Regions from separate parts of the Hordeum vulgare genome. Here region 2 is linked to region 1. The links are chromatin contacts, called in public Hi-C maps. All regions are on one chromosome and are shown on one strand. Each heading gives the region's core, a stretch centred on a gene start, on an enhancer-like site or on the middle of the called end of the contact. The rest is flanking DNA. Distances are from core to core; before and after follow the strand shown.

Region 1 (7,283 bases), core at 1,375-3,874:
TGGGAGGCTCTTGCCAGGTTTCGGGGAGCTGGTCAAGGTGTGGAGCGTGCGCAACTCGAGGGACAGGTGCCCGTTCCAGGTGCTTTTCCCGCTAGTCGGGGAAGAGGCCAGGCGGGAGCTGATGAAGGACGGCTGCAGCGTCACTTTCCTCGCCGGTGTTGTGGTGGCGGAGGCGTTCCTGCTCAGGCTCTGCCTCAAGGTGCAGGGTGTGGCTGGGTTACCACGTTCTGAGCTGCAGAAGGAGCTAAGGATCTGGGCGGTTAGCTCTATCTCGGTCTTCCAGAACCAGCAATTCTTCGGTGAGTTGATGCTGCCCATGCCCTTATTGTGTCTTGTAGCTTCAGGTTTAGTGACTCCACTGAGATAAACATTTTGCTGATGGATTTTGCAGGAGTCCTGCTGAACATGCTTGTAAACCCTCCGCTGCCTGTTTATTCACTACTGGTATGTGTTCCTTTTCAGAGCATATCACGTCGTTGCAGGGAACACAAAAACCTAGGAATAGCCATGAGCATAGACCCATCCCTTCAATTAAGGAATACGGGGGCTGCTAGGCGTTGCCATTATCTGTTGAATTAGTTTGCTAATTGCCCTACATTACCCTTTGTGAGATATGAACTGTGCAACTTGTTCCTTTGTACTTTGATTGTGTTTGGACTCAGGGTCTTTCTTGTGGATACTAGAGAGGAGAACAGTATCAGGACTACCGTATTTCACATTGTATCCATGAGGAGCCTTACTTGGGGTGGAATTTGTATATCATCTTTGCGATGTAAACTTGTTGAAGTCTGATCTGTGATGATCTTATGCCCTTCCCTTCTATTTGAATCATCATCACTATATACACGCATATGCTGTGTAGTGTGAGCATTGCTCATGTTTACTTATTTTAGACCACAAACTGTTGTGCAGGCCATGCTAATGAATTAAGTCGGCCAGCATTTTCATTTGTTTGCAGATTTACTGAATTAAGTACACAGTTATACTTGTTTATCCTCGAATAGTGTCTCCTTGCTCAATTTCTTTCGTTTAATGTGCCAATATCTTTCATAAGAATGAACTAGTTGTTCACCCCTGACGTAATTTGAGTTGTGATGATGGCATTATTATTTCTTACATATTATTGAAGTTGTAATTTGTTTTTTGGTGCATAACTCAGAGTGCTGATGATGAGATCCTGGTGAGAGATGTCCTTTATGATGCTTTGATCTTGGTGGATTATTCATTCCTCAATGGAGCTGAAGTTGATCAAGCTGATAGTTCCCTTTTGCCTATTTTTGTGTCAAGATTGGTTATAACTCTTGATGCCATCAATGATGCCAGGTGATAAAGAGTTGTTTTACCTAAACTTGGCTGGTTGAAAGAAATTTTCATCTGATCTGTTTATTTATTTATTTTTCGAAATAGGGGCAAAGGAGATCAAGGGAGAGCAATGTCGTTTATCAACGCCTTCTCGACTTCCAATATTCCCATTTACCTTGCTAGGTGGGCTGCTCGTCAAGCTGGCACCGACCAACTGGGCAAACCAATTGCTATCACACCTCGAGCTTTTCTGAGTATGTACATATTTGACACGATCCTGTCAATTTTAAGTAACAATAGATGCTTGTTATTGTGTTCTATAGAGTCGGTGCTGAAGTTGTACGTGGTTTCTTTTCACAGAGTGGCTTGTAGATCTTGAAGATAAGGGGCTCAAAGTCTTTGGAGAGAACTGTTCAAGGATTAGGGAGAGGCTAATGCATGATGATCCCAAGAATGGTTATCACTATCAGAGCAAGATGAATCATTCAGACGCTGACCTTTTCTTCATTGACAAGCAGAGTCACCAGGAGGGTATATACACAAAAGGTGGGGAGGATGAAGAAGCCGTGGAGATGGAGACAGCTGATAACGCTTTCATGGCTGCTGCTCAGTCGATGAAGGTGACGGCGAATGGCATGAGGAAAAGGAAGGACTGTGGAAATGAAGACGCTTCAGTTGTGAAGTTTGTGAAGTACAAGGCTGAAGACAGCTCGGTTAAGGATCACTTCTCGTCTGCTGCTACCAATGGCGGCATGAGCAGTGGTAGCGAGGTGGAGAACCCACAGTCAGATGATGAGATGGAAGAAACAGCTTGATATGGGTAGAAGGCGATGGATTCACTCACTAATGCTTACTTGGGGAGAGACGTTTTGGGACAAGTGCCTTTCTGGAGTCTGCAAGACTGTTTGCTGTTTTGGTTTCCGCCTCTTAATGATGTCATGAAGTAGTAGTATCTGGTGTGGTTCCTGCTCGATGACGATGAGTTGAAGCGGGTTCCTGCGGTCCGACTCCAGCAGGCTTACGGATATAGTAGTAACTGGTAGCTAACCTAACTTGGCGCGTGATGCCATGAGCTATATCGTCATGTTCCTTGTTATGTGCAATTAGAGACTTTCAACATGTAGATTTGCTTCCAAGACTTCTATCATAGAAGAGTACCTTTGCTGTTATCCCACGGTACCATCTTGAATTAATGAATCTCGGCTACCTTTTAGTTCGAAATTACTCCTACTGTGGATGTTGGATATTGTGCCTGGCGTTTATTTGTCAGCAAAAATCCAAGAGTACTTTTATTTTTGTGGTGGTCTGAGATGTACTTTTTGGTCGCCCAACGACATATCTTGGCATGCTGGCTTTTTTTATTTACGTGCTGTAATTTTATTTTGTATCTATATACTCGGTGTTATTTCTGGTCTCCTGTTGCTTTTGGTTCAACACGGGCAGTTTCTTTGCTCCCTGAAAAACAAAACAATACTTTGCTAGTTTGCCTGCAGGCGTCTTCGTGTTTTTTCCCCTTTGAGTTTTAATTTTGCTAACCACATATCCCATGCGGTGGCATCTTCGTGGTCATTGCCCACTCTACTCTTACGTTCTCGCAGGCCAAATTCATGTCTTCCCTCGCTCTTTTTCACGGCCCATTCTCCTACCACCGGGATCCTCCCTCGTCGCCGACTGCCACCTCTCCACGGCGGACGCGACTCGCGGCGCACTCTTCTCCTTCCCACCCCAACTCTCTCCTCCCTGACGCGCAAGCCGATGAGCTCCGGTCGCACGCAGCGGCGCTGCAGGGCTGCGCCGTCCGCCGAGCGCTCCGCTGCGGACAGGAGCTCCACGCGCGGCTGCTCCGCTCCGCGCGGCAGCCGGACACGTTTCTCCTCGACTCGCTCCTCAACATGTACTGCAAGTGCGGCCGCCTGGAGGACGCACGAAGGGTGTTCGACGGAATGCCACACAGGGACGTCGTCGCCTGGACCGCCCTCTTATCCGCCCACACCGCCGCGGGAGATGCCGAGGAGGCTCTGTACCTGTTTTGTCAGATGAACCAACAGGGCCTTGCGCCTAACGTGTTCGCGCTCTCTTCGGTGCTCAAGGCCTGCTCGGTGATGAGCTCACGCTCCGAGTTCACGCGTCAGGTGCATGCTCAGGTGGTTAAGTTGAAAGGTCTGGATGATCCCTACGTTGGCTCGTCCCTTGTTCAAGCTTACACGAGCCGTGGGGAGGTGGACGCTGCTGAGACAGTGTTGCTCGGCTTGCCCGAACGAAGTGATGTGTCATGGAATGCTCTGCTCACTGAGTATGCTCGGCAGGGTGACTACAGAAAGGTCATGCATGTTTTCCATAAGTTGTCGGAATTTGGTGATGAGATAAGCAAGTATACTTTGCCTGCTCTTCTCAAGTGTTGTGTGGAACTCGGTCTTGCGAAATCTGGCCAGGCTCTTCATGCTTTGGTGGTCAAGAGAGGGCTGGAAACCGATGACGTCCTCAACAATTGCCTTGTTGAGATGTACTCGAGATGTCTGTCTGCTCAAGAGGCCTACCAAGTCTTTGTCAGGATAGATGAACCTGATGTGGTGCATTGCAGTGCCATGATCTCTTCTTTCGGTCGACATGGTATGGCTGGGGAAGCATTTGATCTTTTGGTAAAGATGTCAGACACGGGAGTCAAACCAAACCAATATACATTTGTGGGTATTGCTGGTGTTGCATCAAAGACTGGTGATGCAAACCTTTGTCGCTGCGTTCATGCTTATGTTGTGAAAAGTGGACTGGCTATGCCAAAGTTAGTGGCTGATGCCATTCTAAATATGTATGTGAAAGTTGGTGCTGTTCAAGACGCAACAGTCGCTTTCCATCTTATGCATGAGCCTGACACATTTTCGTGGAACACATTTCTCTCTGGATTTTATAGTGGAAGCAGCTGTGAGCAGGGTTTGACAATTTTCAAGCAGATGAAGTGCGAGGACTTTCCAGCCAACAAATATACTTACGTAGGTGTTTTGAGATGCTGCACTAGCTTGATGAACCTCATGTATGGCATTCAGGTTCATGCATGTATTCTGAAAAGTGGGTTGCAAAGCGATAATGATGTTTCAAGAATGCTACTTGACATGTATGCACAATCTGGCTCCTTTACAAGTGCGTGCCTGGTATTTGATCGTCTTGAAGAAAGAGATGCTTTCTCGTGGACAGTGATTATGTCGGGATATGCTAAAACGGATGATGCTGAGAAGGTGATGGAATGTTTCCGTTCAATGTTGCAAGAAAACAAAAGGCCTAATGATGCCACACTAGCAGTTTCATTGACTGTTTCCTCTGATATGGCATCCTTAGGCAGTGGGCTCCAGCTTCATTCATGGGCCATCAAGTCTGGCTGGAGGAACAGCTCTGTTGTTTCTGGTGCTGTAATTGACATGTATGTGAAGTGCGGTAACATAACGGATGCTGAGATGCTATTCTATGAGTCAGAAAAATGTGATCAAGTTGCATGGAATACACTCATCTGTGGTTACTCTCAACACGGTCATGGGTACAAGGCACTGGACACTTTCAGACGGATGGTAGATGATGGGAAAAGGCCTGATGATATCACATTTGTCGGTGTCCTCTCAGCGTGTAGCCATGCAGGATTACTTGACGAGGGAAGGAAGTACTTTCAATTGTTGAGTAGTGTCTATGGAATTACTCCTACGATGGAGCACTATGCTTGCATGATTGATATTCTGTCCAAGGCTGGAAGGCTAGCTGAGGCTGAATCTCTTATCAGTCAGATGCCATTAATCCCGGATTCATCCATATGGAGGACGATTTTGGGAGGTTGCAGGATACATGGAAATGTCGAGATTGCTGAGAGAGCTGCAGAAAGATTGTTTGAGTTAGAGCCTGAGGATGTTTCTTCTTCTATATTGTTATCAAATATTTATGCAGATTTAGGAAGGTGGAGTGATGTTACTAGACTTAGGAATATGCTACTGGATCATGGAGTAAAAAAGGAACCAGGGTGTAGCTGGATTGAAGTCAATGGCCAGGTTCAGGTATTCCTATCGCAAGATGGATGTCCAAAATATTAATAATTTTTTGCGACGTGCCGCAATCTGAAATGCCACCATGGACGGTGCCCATACATAAACTATGATGAGACCAGGAGCTGGTTTGAAGTAGATATGGCTAGTTCTGTAGGCTGATACAAAGTGCCAAGGTAAGTCCTGTTTATAAATAAGATCGCTGAAAATGCCACACCTGCATTAGCAGATCACTACCACTTGTTACACTGTTGACTGTTTTATCTCATTTATACCGAGCTGACTGAAACATGCTGTTGGGTCCCTGAACTTGCCTGAAGAGTTACATAAGAGACACAATGTGCAGAAAATCCACCGACATACATAATCGGTGCAATGCAATTGTTATTACATCACGAATTAGGATGAATTCTGACCGAGGACAGTTCCTTAGCCGAGGCATGTGGAAATAGTCACGCAATATTGCCTGTACCGTGAGCTAAGATATGGTTACAAATCAATTTGGGACAGGGAGAGTCTGATGGTGACCTAGTTCCGTTGATACTGGATTGCTCATCTCGCATTTGTAGTCCAATTGGGACGCCTGTGCATGCAAGGTGATTAGCTTGTTCACCAACTTAAGAAGGATCCTTCCGAAATCCTCGTCACTACACCATGGATGAACCTCAGCTTTGATAAGCTGGGGATCGCTGCTGATGAGATTCCAGAGGGGGTAATTCTCCTTTGGCATGACATAGTCCCCTTCCCTTAGCTTAAGGGAGGGGCAGTAATCCCCCTTCCCGTCACCGATGTAGATGAAGTGCTTGTTCTTGGCACTGTCTGCCTCTTGAATCCTCTGGATTATCTTGCCCTGCACATGGCAAGTAAAATTTTAGTTCATGGGGTTTTCATTGTGCACACCACTTTTCATGAGTAATGCACCGAGGATTCAGCACAAACAATACTATTTCATCAATAGTTTGACAACACATCATGCCTAATACAGTAATAAGATTCTAAATGCAGAAGACATCATTATGTATAGTGAGTGACATAAATTGTTTCTTTTGTCTCCATTACCCACGTGCATCGAGTGAATCTGTGAATTAACACGTGAACTGATCTGCCATCCTACTGTCCATACCTTGCACATGTTGTCAGGGCACATGCTGCAGCCATGGGGCGAGCTGGTGGGATCATGGAACGGCGAGATCCTGAGCCTCCCTTGGGCGTCCACGCGCGCGGGGTTGGTGTTGATCTCAGAGAAGCAGCCGAGGACACCGTGATGCTCCAGGACGGTCGCGATGAAGAAGGAGTTGGCGTCGCTCACCACCTTCAAATCACACCTGCAACGTACACCTACCACCATCAAGATCCAACCACCGGCCGCGTGAGAGATCAAGAACACATCGGCAAATCGGCATCCGTCCATGTCCATACCCTAATGCCGACGCCGTCCGGATGGCGGAGAGGACGTGCGCGTCGAGCGGCGCGCTCCTGAGGCACTCGCGGATGTCGTCGGCCGACCTCCCCTGCGCGTGGAGCTCCCCCATCATCCTGTCCTGGAGGTCGACATCAAGGCCTCAGCCGGGAGAAGCGGCATGTCTAGGCGGGTGTGTGGGCGGTGTCGTGTTCGTACCATGAGGGAGTTCCAGCGCATGGTGGGGCGCAGGCGTTTGAAGGCGTCGGCGGCCCCGAGCTTGGTGATGACCCAGTCGTCGCTGTCCCACTGGATGATGGTCTTGTCGAAGTCGAACAGCACCACCACGGCGGCGGCGGCGGGAGCGGCCATCTTCGGCAAGGGAAGAGACGGCAGATGGGACGGTGGTTCCGGTCTCCGACGTTTGCAATACGAGACTCCGGCGTGGCTTTTGTTTCTTCGTTTGTCCACACCGCCACATGTGACCTTTCTCTTTGTGAAGAATCGATTGTCAAGAAACGAGAGAATCGAACAAAATGAATCAACTCTTATCTTATTCCATT
Region 2 (7,283 bases), core at 2,373-4,872, 380 kb after region 1:
TCCGTCATCGAAGGAGAAGGATCTCTCAGCCCAGCTTAAAATGGCATTGAAGCGGGAGGAAATTTGGATGCGCCAAAGATCACGGGTGTTGTGGTTGCGCGATGGTGATCGGAATACGGGTTACTTTCAAGCCCAGGCATCCCATAGACGGAGAATTAACAGAATAGAAACCTTTTTGAAAGCAGATGGATCGAGATGCTCACAACCTGCTGAGATTCAGGAGGAGATCGACTCGTTCTATCGACAACTTTATACATCGCGTGGACATTATCCGATGGATGAGTTGCTGGACTCGGTCCCTGTCAAAGTCACAGGGGACATGAATGAGGCGCTGACAAAACCCTACACAGAAGAGGAAATTTCTTTTGCTCTTTTCCAAATGGTGCCCTCCAAAGCACCTGGGGTTGATGGTTTCACGGCGGGCTTATTCCAGAGACACTGGCAACTTTTAAAGATTGATATTGTACCAGCTCTTCTGGACTTTCTAAATGGGGGAGACCTTCCTGAAGGTATGAATGATACTTCGATCACGCTGATCCCAAAAGTACCGTTTCCTCAGCGAATTACTCAGTTTCGTCCTATCTCTCTTTGCCCAGTTCTATATAAAATTGGGGCAAAGGCTATTGCTAATCGTTTGCGGGTATGCTTGAATGAAGTTATAGGGGAGGAGCAAAGTGCTTTTGTCCCTGGCAGGCTTATAACTGATAATGTGCTGATTGCATATGAGAGTGTGCATGCGATGAAGCGTCGGAAGACAGGGAAAAATGCGGTGTGTGCTGTCAAGCTGGACATGATGAAGGCATACGATCATGTGGAGTGGCACTATCTGGAGGCTATTATGCTCCGGCTAGGGTTTGATGTGGAGTTCGTCCAGCTGATCATGAAGTGCGTCTCCTCGGTGCGCTTCTCGGTACGGGTTAATGGGGATCTTCGTCCCTTCTTCACCCCTACATGTGGGCTTCGACAAGGCAATCCCGTGTCGCCATATCTCTTTCTACTTTGTGCAGAAGGTTTCACCTCTCTATTGAACTTTTATGGAGGGGCACAAGTGGATAGGGGAATTCGGGTTAGCTATCAGTCTCCCTGGATTAATCACCTTTTGTTTGCGGATGATAGTCTCATCTTCATGCAGGCATCGGTACACAGTGGATGCAGGTTGAATGAAATTCTGGGGATCTATGAAAAGTGCTCTGGGCAGACAGTGAACAAAGACAAAAGCTCTGTTTATTTCAGCCCTAATACTCTTGATACGACTCGCCAGCAAGTTAAACTTTGTCTAAACATTGGAGTGGAAGCCTTTAGCGAAAGGTATCTTGGCCTCCCAACGGCGGTTGGTCGAATCACCAGTGGCACTTTCGATCACATCCGAGAGCGAATTCGCACAAAACTGCAAGGAGGTGTAGAAAGGATGCTTTCTTGTGTAGGTCGAGAGGTGAGACTAAAATCAGTTGCCCAAGCGATCCCGACGTATAGTATGTCTTGCTTCAAGTTGACTAAGAAGGTTTGCAAAGGCCTTGTTTCGCTTATGGCGAGGTACTGGTGGAGTTCTTCTGTGGATCGGCGGTCTCTGCATTGGCTGTCATGGGATGCCTTGTCTGAACCGAAGGGAAGAGGGGGCATGGGCTTTCGTGACTTGGAAAGCTTTAACTTGGCGCTGTTGGGGAAGCATGGTTGGAGACTAATGACAGATCCTACCTCCCTGTGTGCTCGTGTTCTAAAAGGTAGATACTACCCGAGGGGTGATTTTATGCACGCCACGGTGCCAAAGAGTTCTTCTGTGACTTGGCGTGCTATCACCGAAGGGAGGAAAGTGCTGCAGCTAGGGCTGATTAAGAGAGTTGGGGCGGGGTCTACAATTTCCATTTGGGATGATTGTTGGATCCCTTCCCTGCCAGCAATGAAACCTGCTCGCTCGGACAATCACCAGCTACGACAGGTTTCTGAGTTGATAGATCCTTACACAGGCACATGAAATATTGATCTTGTTCGGCAGGTATTTCCTACTGTTGAAGCGGATGCAATTCTGAATATTCCCCTTAGGTCGGAGGGAGGGGAGGATGTTTTGGCCTGGGCTCCCGAAGAATCCGGTCTATACTCTGTTAAAACAGCTTACCGATCTCTGATGACACAAATTGAGCTTCGAGCTCGAGAAGAGGGGACAATAACAACTACTCCATTGTTAGAACAACAGATGTGGGCAAAATTATGGAGCTCAAGGTGCTTCCAAAGGTGAGAGTTTTTGGTGGAGGGTTTTACGAGGAATTCTTCCTGTTGAATCCGTCCTCAAGCACAGACATATATCAAATGATAGTGCATGTAAGCTTTGCCTTAACCCAGATGAGACTCTCAGACATGCTTTACTGGAGTGCTCCCATGCAAGGAAATTTTGGGATATTGCCCCAAATTGGTTGGAAGTATCTCGACCTGATGTGAATCCCCAGACATGGAAGATTGATATCCTATGTGACGACCGGTATTCGGAGTCGGAGAGGGCCAAATTGGTGTCAATTATGTGGTCTATTTGGACTTCGCACAATAACATTACGCATGACAGGGGCCCTGTGAGCCCGAGCCAGTCGATGATCTGGACTAGAGATGCCCTAGCGATGCTGGACATCCCTCGCAACCAGGCGCTTACCTTACCTAGGCATGGATGGAGACCACCCGATCAAGGTACAATAAAAATTAACGCTGATGGCAGTATAGCAGAGGTGGAGGTGGAGGGGTTGCTCGCTCGCAACAGGCCTTCATCGCCGCTTGGTGCAAACCTTTCGAAGGAGTGACAGATCCGTTGGTGGCTGAAGCCTTGGCATTGCGGGAAGGTGTTCGCTTTGCTCGCCTGCGAGGTTTTTCAAGAGTGGTTTTGGAGACAGATAGCTTGGAACTGGTCCAGCTATGGTTTTTGCGCGACAATTCTCGTTCACTTGTGGTGCCGATCATGGATGAAATAGGGGAGAACGTAGCTTTCTTTTCGTCTTTTTGTATTCAGCATTGTAATCGTGCAGCTAACACGCCTGCCCACTTGTGTGCAAAACATGCTAGCAATCGAGAGGTGTCGGAGTGTTGGATGCATATGCAACCTAGCTTCCTTGTAACTTGCCTCCAGGCAGACTTTGCCGGGGCTTTTGCTGAATAAATCCCCATATTTCAAGCTTAAAAAAAAAAGGAAGACAATACAGCACAAGTCGATGAATCCCAAAGCCGCTAGTACAATCTTTACACGAGTGCGTCCTTGCTTTACTTGCTTTCCTTTCACCTATAATCAGTGGGAGTTGTAAAGCAAAGGAACCGAGGAGAGGATAATGCCTAGCCAAGGAAGGGAGCCCAACCTAGCAAGATATTCCTGATCGAACAGCTTTTGTCACGATAGCACACGTTCACAGAAAATAATGGTACCCCTTACTTCACAAGTGTGGAATAGTCTCATCCCATGAACCTACCTTTTGTTTTTTCCACAGAAGAAAATTTCATCTATTTTGGCGTTTTAATTCGGCAGACAAGTTGATCCGGATACAGCTCACCAAAATCCAACCAAGAAAAAAAGAAAACGAGCTGGTGGAGTGCTACTCCAGGCACCCGCAAAAAAAAAAAAAAAAAAAAAAAGCTACTCCAGGCACAGACACCCGGCCGAAAGAAACCAACAAGCGTGTGCCGGGCCAGGAAGGAAGACAGCACTTCACCAACCAAGAGAAATCTCCTCGCCTCAAGCAACACTCGACTTGTAGGCTGGCCTCGGCCACATCGATCTCTCGGCCTCTCGAGTAGGAGTACCAGTGGACAGTGGTGGCGGGGCCGAATGGTGGTCTCCGTGAGCGCAGGCGGTGGCGTGGCGGACGGGTTGCCGACTTTGGGTTCTTCGGCCTCTCCTGCCCATTCTTGGCCCGCTTGATGATGCCCAGGTGAGCATGGTTGATAAGATAAGGTGTCTGTAGTTTGAGGCTGTGTGGTTTATATCTGCCTGCTGGTGGTGTTCGTGAGAGTGCACGCTAGTTGCTTGTGTATTTGCCTACCAAGGCTCACATCGATAAGATGCGTGCTGTGTCACTCACACGGTGCTCCCATGGAAGACACCGGAGTTATTTGCCCCAGATGTGATCAGTGTTAGTGTGTTCAACGTGTTTGCCTGTGGTTGGTAGGTGAACCAAGTTATGGTTTCTTGGTTCTCTTGGATGAATGTCGCTCACAATTGAAGCCAAACTGCTGGTCTTTATCATCCTCTATCTATAAACTGGACTGCCCCATCTCTGCTTCCAGTCTGTGCCCTATGAAATCTGGATCGTCTCTTTTTTCTTGATCATCATATATACAGTTTTGTGTAAGTATTATTTTGTTTTGTCAATGTATCATCGATACTCTGGGAAACATCCCGTACTCAAGGTTGCTTCCTAGAATAAGTATCATATGTTTGAGCTTTGGAGGTAATGTTAATGGACCCCAATATCCAGCGAGCATCAGATTTTTTGGCGTGGCAATCCAATGTTTTTTCATGGCAAGTTGTGTTTGCCGAGGATGACAAGTTAAGTTGGCGAGCATGGCAAATCCCCATCAGTTCATTTCTTGCCAGGAAATTCCAGTGCTTGCAAACTAAATTTACCATCCCCGCGCCAATAGAAATTGCCATGAAAAACATTCGATTTACCATGTCTAGCATTTGGGATGTTAATTGCACTCAGACACCAATCAATTGCTTTATAACGGTCATTCATTTCATATATTATGAACAAATTGATCGTTTAAACTTCCTGAATTCTGTAGATAAACTTCTTTTTAACATTCTTATCAATGTTGAATTAGGTTTTTCGTGTTGCTGGTCTGGTCTATGAGCTGGAAGTGACTGTCCAGTTGTCGGTCAGGTAAACGATCTGTAACTCGGTGTTTAATTCTTGTATAATTCTATAATCAGTGAAGACAAAGATCTCTACATGATCTTGTGCCATTTTGTTACATTTTAGTGAAGGGATTATGTTAGTACTGTATTTTATTTTTTTCTGGACTGCCATCAGCACTTTCTTGGTTTCTAGTAAAGCCAGTCTTGTGTGATTTGCTTGAATAACCTTTATGTAACTGGCCATTTTCTTCTCTTTTTGGTAACCTTGATGATGGCTTTATGTGTTCTTACCAATTTGTTGTTCAATCTCTTGATTTCTTTATACTTAGTCTGACAATATCACCGCAATCCTATTATTTCTGAAGATGTGCTGCAAGGATGACCTAATGCTGAAGCGTTTCCTGGTTGCAGGGAAATCAAAATGTCAACGAGTGAAAACTTACGGGTGGAGTTATTGTCCAGGACTCCGCCTTTTGGTTTGAGACTATGGGTTGTGCTTGGCATAAGCATTTGGGCTGCCATTCTGTTTGTCCTAGGCCTCATATGCTTCCTGTTGATATACTGGAGGAGACGAGGGAATCATCATGATATTGCTGAACCTGAGATCCCAGATGTCACCAAAGAGATTGCAGTAGATGAAGTTGGTAGCCGAGCTTTCGTGGACAACATCTGTGCTCCAGAAAGTCACATCTTTCCAGTGAAGGAGAGAGATCCAGAGAAAGAATCGCAGAGAATGTCTGCTCACTTGATTACGAGCAAATCAATTGATGATCATAATTTGATTGAGTGCAGCTCAGTGCACCAATATGATAGGTCCCAGGGGTTATACTCTGGTGATGAAGGCAGTTCAGCATATGATAAGAGGGAATACTCTCAGTGTGGCACCATGTCCATGTCTCCTCGGGGGGGTCTCCCAGAGTTCTCTCACCTGGGTTTGGGTCATTGGTATACTCTCAGAGAGTTGGAGCATTCAACAAATGGGTTCTCTAACGAGTATATCATTGGAGAGGGCGGATATGGGGTTGTTTATCATGGCTGTCTTGTAAATGGAACTGATGTTGCAATCAAAAAACTTTTTAATAACGTGTAAGAGACATTAACGTAGATTCTTACCATAAAGAATAACTTCTTATAGACCACAAAATTACATGCTGTGAGTAATATACTATTGACTTCTGTGAAATCTTGGTATGGTTTTCCAGGGGCCAGGCAGAGAAAGAGTTCAGGGTCGAAGTTGAGGCCATTGGTCATGTTAGGCATAAGAATCTGGTGCGACTTCTGGGTTACTGTGTCGAGGGAAGCCACAGGTGAATATTTGTTTACACTCTGTTAACCAGACTTTTTTTTGTCCCTTCCATTCACCAATATTCGTCAAGCTGTAGTCCCACATATTTGTTAAGCACGGATGGTTACATTACTATATATTTTCATGTGTATTCTTTTATTCTTGTTACAGTCTTGAGTTGAATTTGAAAGTTCTTTCCTTAAAAGTTGTAGATATCAATCTGTATGATTGGAAGGCATACTTCCAATGGTTATGTAGCATGCACTGATTACCAAAATCTTGATACAGATTAGGAGATTTTGTCATCTCAAATCTACCGAGGAAAATTGTATATAATCTGATACCGCCACTAGCCCCACATAGAAATATGCAACATTGTTGTCTATCTGAAAGTCTACAAGAGTTTTCAGTTGTTATCTTAGTGTGCTCGATGCTTATTATGTTGTTCAGTTGTGAAATGTTGAATATGAGGTATCAAGGCATCATTTAGAATCATTTTATGAATTAGTAACTAGTAAGAGATTTATGATAAGCATTCATCCGTTTTATATGCAGTTCAGGTGCCAATGCTGTTTAAAGAAACATTTGTATAATACTATCATCTTTTGTTGGCCATTTGCCAAAAAAATTGAAGTTTATGTATATGCTTGATTTACAGTCTCAATGGATGAATGCTTATCAATATTTTGCAAATATTAAGTCGAACCTAGGTGACGAGATACTGCTTCGTTCATAATGACCTTACATGACCAATATTTGTTCACAACAGTTAGCTGCCTGTCCTGTCCTTATATGTTATTATGGATTGTGTATTGATGTGTCGTAGGTAGCTCCTATCTCCTTAGGACACCTACAATGGTGCTATCTTGGCAGTGCCATGTAGGTTGTATGATGAATGAGAAAAAAAGGTTTGCCTTGTCTTAGCTAAGAGATGATCTCTTAGTAAGAAAGATAAGACGTTTTTCACCAAATTACGAGATATCTTATCTCAATCACACATTTCCTAGTTTAATTTTAATCATCTAATAATTTGAGGAGCATTGCTAGAGATAACACTAAGAGATAATCCATTGTACAATATGTTCTTTTACTTCTCTAGATGGTGTGGAATGGAATGAATAAGAAAAAACTGTTTTGCTGCACTAGCACCTACCCGCCCATCAGAGCTCG

Evidence for each region. Hi-C and Micro-C count contacts between places; a contact is called where the count stands out from the background.
Region 2: a contact with region 1 is called in a Hi-C map of leaf, with 4 times the contacts expected there. The contact joins the promoter of LOC123443838 here to the promoter of LOC123443832 in region 1. A contact is called at or near these places in 3 of 6 Hi-C or Micro-C datasets (leaf and seedling).

What each region holds. Positions count from the first base shown.
Region 1 is chr3H:349,363,573-349,370,855 of MorexV3_pseudomolecules_assembly, forward strand. LOC123443832 (pentatricopeptide repeat-containing protein At4g13650-like) reads left to right here and starts at 2,625. Exons shown (of 1, transcript XM_045120359.1): 1 at 2,625-5,399. The coding sequence starts at 2,910. The coding sequence ends at 5,369. LOC123443833 reads left to right here. Exons shown (of 5, transcript XM_045120360.1): 1 at 1-299; 2 at 392-444; 3 at 1,160-1,323; 4 at 1,408-1,556; 5 at 1,663-2,523. The coding sequence ends at 2,117. LOC123443834 (thiamine phosphate phosphatase-like protein) reads right to left here and starts at 7,181. Exons shown (of 4, transcript XM_045120362.1): 1 at 6,940-7,181; 2 at 6,741-6,862; 3 at 6,445-6,646; 4 at 5,565-6,171. The coding sequence starts at 7,092. The coding sequence ends at 5,818.
Region 2 is chr3H:349,743,254-349,750,536 of MorexV3_pseudomolecules_assembly, forward strand. It overlaps LOC123443838 (probable receptor-like protein kinase At2g42960), which reads left to right and starts at 3,623. Exons shown (of 9, transcript XM_045120365.1): 1 at 3,623-3,899; 2 at 4,795-4,853; 3 at 5,240-5,914; 4 at 6,031-6,135. The coding sequence starts at 5,250.